Linked DNA regions of Mus musculus: region 1 is linked to region 2. A link is a contact called in public HiCAR-type data. All regions are on one chromosome and are shown on one strand. Each heading gives the region's core, a stretch centred on a gene start, on an enhancer-like site or on the middle of the called end of the contact. The rest is flanking DNA. Distances are from core to core; before and after follow the strand shown.

What was found. HiCAR-type assays count read pairs that join an accessible place to other places.
Region 1: a contact with region 2 is called in a HiCAR-type map of embryonic stem cells, with 5 times the contacts expected there. The contact joins two enhancer-like sites. A contact is called at or near these places in 2 of 484 Hi-C or Micro-C datasets (both in embryonic stem cells) and 1 of 115 datasets of contacts at active chromatin or transcription factors (embryonic stem cells).

Annotation. Positions count from the first base shown.
Region 1 is chr4:99,668,901-99,672,248 of GRCm38.p6, forward strand. No RefSeq gene overlaps it. Among named protein-coding and RNA genes, the nearest start is that of Foxd3, 14 kb to the left of the region's middle. Within about 2 kb of position 1,516, at least 8 of the 459 cell types and tissues checked have an H3K27ac peak or open chromatin away from gene starts, as enhancers often do. A contact at or near this core is called in embryonic stem cells, where this site is marked.
Region 2 is chr4:98,843,645-98,846,799 of GRCm38.p6, forward strand. No RefSeq gene overlaps it. Among named protein-coding and RNA genes, the nearest start is that of I0C0044D17Rik, 21 kb to the left of the region's middle. Within about 2 kb of position 1,712, at least 25 of the 459 cell types and tissues checked have an H3K27ac peak or open chromatin away from gene starts, as enhancers often do. A contact at or near this core is called in embryonic stem cells, where this site is marked.

The DNA of each region.
Region 1 (3,348 bases), core at 266-2,765, 830 kb after region 2:
AAAGAAGCCCAAGGTCATTCCAAGGTACATATCAAACCTGGGCCATCTTGGCATACCTGGGACTCCATGGTAAAACAACAAGAACAACAAAATCATCTGGCTGTAGGTTCAGGTAGCTTCCATGAAACCACTTGAGACCCTGAACTACAAATGATACTCTGGTTAAGGCATTGCCAAACAGTTTAGTTAATCAAGTTAAACCAAGTCTCAGTGAAAAAGTAAGAGAAAAAAGAAAATGACAAGAACATCCCAATGTGAAGTGGCCCCGAATCCTCACTACACGTGGGCTGCAGGGAAGTGGGTGGGAAAAGCATTTACATTCAGCTTCTCATTTCCCACCCGAAATTGGCTCAGTGGTTTTGTTCCACCAGACCTTGAAGAGACAGGTATGAAAGTTCACACCAAAATCCCTAGATTCGGGAAGTGAAGAAGTTGAGGCAGGAGGATCTGGGCTGCATAGAGTTTGAGTCCCAGTTACATAGTGAAAGCCTATGTCAAACAATCCCACTTTTCCTGTGTTGAAATCCTAACCCACAAGGTGACACTGGCAGGAGGCATGACCTTCTGCACGTCAGTGACTCCTGCGTGCAGGTGAAGAGGATCAATGCTCTTCCTGCTTGGCTGTCCTAAGCCTTTCACCTTGTGTATGTAGATAAAACAGCCTTGCTGTACAACTTAGGTATATACTATAATGGCAACATAAAATGGAGTTATCATAGACAGTACGATCCAAGAAAGTAGGTAATAATTGTTTTAAAATCCAGCTGGAGGGAAGGCCCAGCATTCGGAGTGCTTGCTCTTCTTATAGCCAGCCGACCCAGGTTCAGTTCCTAGAAACCACATTGGTGGCTCACAACCACTCAAAAGCACCTTTCTGGGGCATATAAACCCATATGGATAACATACTCAATTCATATAAAATTAAATGATATTTTTAAAATTAATTAATCAAGCCAGACAAGGTGGCACATCTAATCCCAGCTCTTGAGAGGCAGAGGCAGGCAGATTTCTGAGTTTGAGGCCAGCCTAGTCTACAGAGAGAGTTCCAGGACAGCAGGGCTACACAGAGAAACCCTGTCTCAAAAAAAGAAGATTATAATAATGAGGAGGAGGAGGAGAAAGAGGAAGGAAGGAAGGAAGGGAGGGAGGGAGGGAGGGAGGGAGGGAGGGAGGGAGGGAGGGAGGGAGGGAAGAAAGAGGATATCTCAGAGAAATCTCTTCTACCTTCTAAAACCACTCTGAGCAGATGGCCATGTTCAAGGAAGCCATTTCTCACACTGAATCTATCTCAGGAACAGGCTGGCTCCCTCTAGAACTATAGGAATGCAATTCTGTCATTGATAAAGACCAAAAGGTTGTAGACCCAAGTAGACAAAAGAATCTCCTTAAAAATGTGGATTCTTTAACAGGCCTGGTTGTTCGTGCTGGTAACCCGTGCCCTAGGGAAACTGAAGTCATGGGCTGCATTGTAGGTCTTGTGCAAACAAAGGGAGTTGGGCGTGGTGGCACATACCTGAATCCCAGCACTCAAGTACAGGTACAGCAGGTGGAGCTCTGCAAGTTTGAGGACTGCTTAGTGCACACCCCTTGTTCCAGGGCATCCAGAGAGCCAGGGAGCAGAGGTGGGGTGTCCGGGGGAAGGGGAAGAAACAATGATAATAGGAGTTTGACTTCAGGACCTACTTCCACAAGTTGTCCTCTGACCTTCATACATATGCCCTGACAAGCTCCCCTGGGTGTGCGTATGTACACAATCAATGGATGTAATAAAAATGATAACAAGAGCTTAGAACTTCCTTGACTTGTCACAGTCTGCACAAATGGAACCCACAATAACGTTCTTCAGGCCAGCCACTCTTACTTCAAATGGCCATGGCGCATTGGCTCATATTGGCCATTTGGTCACTAAATATAATGCTGTCATGTGGAGCAGGAGAGCAGAGGAAGACAGCCTAGTAATGGTCTGGGACAATTATTGAGCTGTGCACTATTTTATACATAGGAAAGGTAAAGAAATGTTGTACTTTGCTGCCTTACTTTTGTTTATTTTGATTCTTTTTTTTTTTCTTGGTTTTTCTAGACAGGGTTTCTCTGTATAGCCCTGGCTGTCCTGGAACTGACTCTGTAGACCAGGCTGGCCTCGAACTCAGAAATCCACCTGCCTCTGCCTCCCGAGTGCTGGGATTAAAGGCATGCGCCACCATGTCCCGCTCTTATTTTGATTTTTGAGCCAGAGTTGGTTTGTTTTCTTTTGTCTGCTTTTGTTTTGCCTTGTTTCCTTTTTTGAGACAGGGTCTCATTAAGTGGATCTGGTTCTCTTGGAACTTGCAGAGATCCACCTGCCTCTGCCTCCCAAATTCTGGGAATAAAGGCACCGCACCCAGCCTCCTGCTGTAATATTTGAAATGCTAACTTGGCCTCCCTCCCTTGCTCCCACCCTTCCTTCCTTCCTTCCTTCCTTCCTTCCTTCCTTCCTTCCTTCCTTCCTTTTTTCCTCCCTCCCTTCCTTTTTAATTCTTGGAATACTAAGAACTCCATTGCCACTGAGCTACATTTGTTGCTAGCTTTCCATTCTCACAGAGCTTTCTTGTGATCTCCCAAGTTCTCTGAAAGTCAGAAGCACAATGGCAACTGGACTTGCCTGGCTCAGACCTCCCACCTACTAGTGATGTAATCTGTACAGTGAAGAAACGTCTGCTTCAGTAAGTTATAGTTCTCCTCAGTCATAATGCTTGCAATTATTCCTGATTTTTACAAAAAATAACAAGTAGTACCTGGGTGTGATGATACAATCCTTTAAGTCCAGGACTTAGAAGATAGAGACCAACAGATCTTCTAAGATGGAGGCCAGCCTGGTCTACATAGCAAATTTCAGTCTGACCAGGACTATATAGTGAGACCCAGTCTTAAAAAACAGAATATTAATGGGACCAGCCTTGTGTGAGTCTGCTGCTTATAATCACAGGCGTTGAGAGTTGAAGAGATCAGGACCCTGTCATGCCCTTAGGACAGTGTTCAACAGCACTTCATTCTCTCTTCAATGCTGCCTGAGACAAGAGATGTCTCATTTAGGGCTGAGCATTCAACAGTCATTTATACTCATCAGTTTGACCAGTTTTGAGTTTCTTCAGTAGCAGCCATCCACAGCAAATGAAATCTCCTTGGCCAAAGTTGATAACAGCAATAATCTGTAGGCACAAACAAGTATTTAAATGGCAATTTGGCAGGCACATTGTGTTCATTTAGACAAAAGAAGAAGAAAAAAAGAAGGAGGAGGAAGAGGAAGAAGAGGAGAAGGAGGAGAAAGAGAAGAAGGGGAAGTGATTCCCCCACTAGGGCCTACAGCTT
Region 2 (3,155 bases), core at 462-2,961:
CCTAGAGAGCTTCAGGTAACCAATGGGGTTTCAAGGATGGGGGGGGTCTGGAGGGGCTGGAAGGCAAATGGGGAGCCTATAAGCTTCTGAGAAGGAAAATTTAAAAAGTAGGACTATCCTCAAGAAAGATTATGTCACTAGGGAAGAGGGGATAAAGAGAAAAGGAGGGAGAAAGAAAGCAGCATCTATGGCCTAGGCAGGTAGTTCGAGCCTGACCAGGGCAGAAAGATTGGGGGCAGAGAACAGGTGGGGAATCTTAGAAACCGTTTTATTTGGTATTGCCAGGCCCGAGTGGCACATCACCCCATGTTCTCATCTAGCCTCCCTCCTGCATAGGGCAGTGGATGGGGAAAAGAAGGAGGTCTTTGGTGTTCATCTGAAGTTCCAAGTCTGGATGATTAAATGGCTGTTGACATCATCAGCAAGGCAAATGAAGGGCATTTTTGGGAGGGCGGGGTGGGGGAGGATTGAGTTCTGAGCATTCTCACAGGATGGTAGGAAGAGGCCCAGGGGCCTGGAGCCCAGAAGAGTGGGGTGGGAATCTTCAGGGTGTAGGCGATTAAGGAAGCCATGAAGGTGGACAATCAGCCTTCAGATGAGAGGGTCGTCGCCCACACCAAGTAACCAGAAACCAGCAGCTAGGAAACAAGATGCCAGAATAGCCAGGAATGCATCTGAAATAGTCAAAGGCAGGAAGAAAAGGTCTGGGACAGCTGAAAGTGCTCAGTAACAGATCAGCCACAAAGACATTCCTCAGGGAGAAAGGGCTTAAGAGGAAAGAGGGATGGAGGCAGAAATAGAGGAAGGAGGGGGCAGTGTGTTTATAATGTCATAGCCAGGACACTCGGTCAGGGGACAGTCTTTCCAAGGTGCTTGGAGCTAGAGAAAGAGCCCCTCTCATTTGAAACCAGTCTTGACTGCTCTGGAATGAGTCAAAATGGCAGACTGGATGGCGATACATCTGTTCTTTTCCCTTTTAGATATTTCTGCCTTTGTACCAGTCATTCACCACCCAGGATGGTTTAAGTAAATCATTTGTTTTGGCACAGCAATTGATAGGGCCTAGCAATGAGTCAAAGACTCTCAAGCCTTTATGGTCCAAGAGCAGGCCTCGCCTCCAGCCGAGGGATTAGGGCTTGGGTTCTGCTTCTTGGGATCCTATCTTTGGAGCAGTTGAAGAGAAAGAACCATCCAGACAGTGGGGGAAGGAAGAGGAGTCACATGGCCTGGGCACAGGGGCAAGGCAGTTTCCAGCAGCACTGAGTGTGGTGCCATCAGATTGGAGAGCTGCATCCACCTTCCTCCTGCCCACATGGCTCAGGGAGGCTGTCTGGAGTAAGGACTCCAAAACCGCAACCCGCAAAGCCAATATGGCTTACCTAGGGTTGTCAGGAGAATTTAATGAGATCACTACTGTCACCAACATCTGTCTCAATTAGGGTTTCTATTGCTGTGAAGAGACACTGTGACCAAGGCAACTCTTACAAAAGAAAACATTTAATTGGGGCTGGCTTACAGTTTCAGAGGTTTAGTTCATTACTGTCATGGTGAGAAACATACAGGCAGACATGGTGCTGGAGAAGGAGCTGAGAGTTCTCCATCTTCATTCATAGGCAGTCAAAAAAAGAACTTCTGTACTGGGTGTGCCTTGGGCATAGGAGACCTCAAAGCCCAACCCCAGTGACCACTTCCTCCAAGAAGGCCGCACCTACTCCAACAAGGCCACACCTACTCCAACAAGGCCACACTTCCTAATACTGCCACTCCCTATGGGCCTATGGAGGCCATTTTCTTTCAAACCACCACATCACCCGACTAGAGTTGAGCAACAGAGTCTGTTTAATCATCATAACCTCCCATGAACCAAGGCTCACTTTTCCTGCATCTTATGAGAAGGCCCAGGAGAAACCCTTCTATTTGCCCAACGTCGTGCAGTAAGAAAGTCTTTAGCCAGCAATGAAACTGCTTCCTCATTCTGATTTTAACCTCCAGGTTGAAGTTCTTAGCCCAGGCCACACACCTGTGACCAACAGCCTAGGCTGGGCTAGGCTGGGCTAGCCTAGGCTAGGCAGGGCTGGGCTGGGCTGGGTTGGCCTGGGCTGGGCTAGGGACTGCTGCTACAATTGAAGCCAACATCACAAAGGAACCACGCAGTCCATTCCCCCACCCATGCTACACGTCCGTCTGGCTCAGGTGGCAAAGTCTAGCCCTTGTGGTGAGAGGATGAAGGGCCACTGAGGTGAGGTGGGGCAGGAAGGGGAGGGTGAGAAGCAGTTCCACTAGCCGACCGTGATGCACAACCTGACCTTTGTCTGAAGGTACAAATAAAACATTCCTTAACGCCCCCTCCCCCCCTAATGACTGCACAGCTGCTCACTAAGTGCTGGCTGGCTGGGTGCGATAACCAGTGCTGACCAGATGGAGCGAACTGGGTCTAACCCAGCTCCATTTACAAGTTTGAGAGTTGCAAACATAAGCAATATCCATCTGCCTGAAGCCCTGAGAGCCTCCGCATTGCTAATTCTGCGAGTCAGGCTTTTCTCTGTGAGGTCTGTCTCTTGCCAAGAGACCACAAAAGATTCTGGTTATAGGACCCAAGGCGTTCCTGAAAAATGGAATGACTGTCTTCCGACCGCAGTCACCCACCCCAGGCCACCCTTTTATGGGGGTTCTCATTTTAATCCTCCTTGTGGGTTTTATTGCTTAGTTCTTCCGTAAGGATGTATGAAGCACACACAGAAAAATGACAAACCTGTGTGATGGGAAGTTCTCTAAACCATTTGTAAGTGTCCACTTCAGTGGCACCAATTATACCCTGAAGGTATTCATTGACACAAATACCCATTTCCTGAACGTTTTACAACCTGAATCAAAACTGTGTCTGTTAAGCAGTAGTTTCTCACAGATGTACACATTCTTATCCCCACTTCAAAGGGTTAAGCACTTAGCCAACAACTGCATAAAACTGAGTGGCTTGGGGGCGGGGTGGATAGAGAGATGGCTCAGTGGTCAGAATGTGTATTGCTTTTGAGGACCCAAGCATGCACATTGGGCAGCTCACAGACACGTGGGACTTCAGCTGCAGAGACCCCATTTCCTTGGGGTCTTCAGGGGCACCTACACTCATGTGCACACACTGCCCTTCCTCCATATAC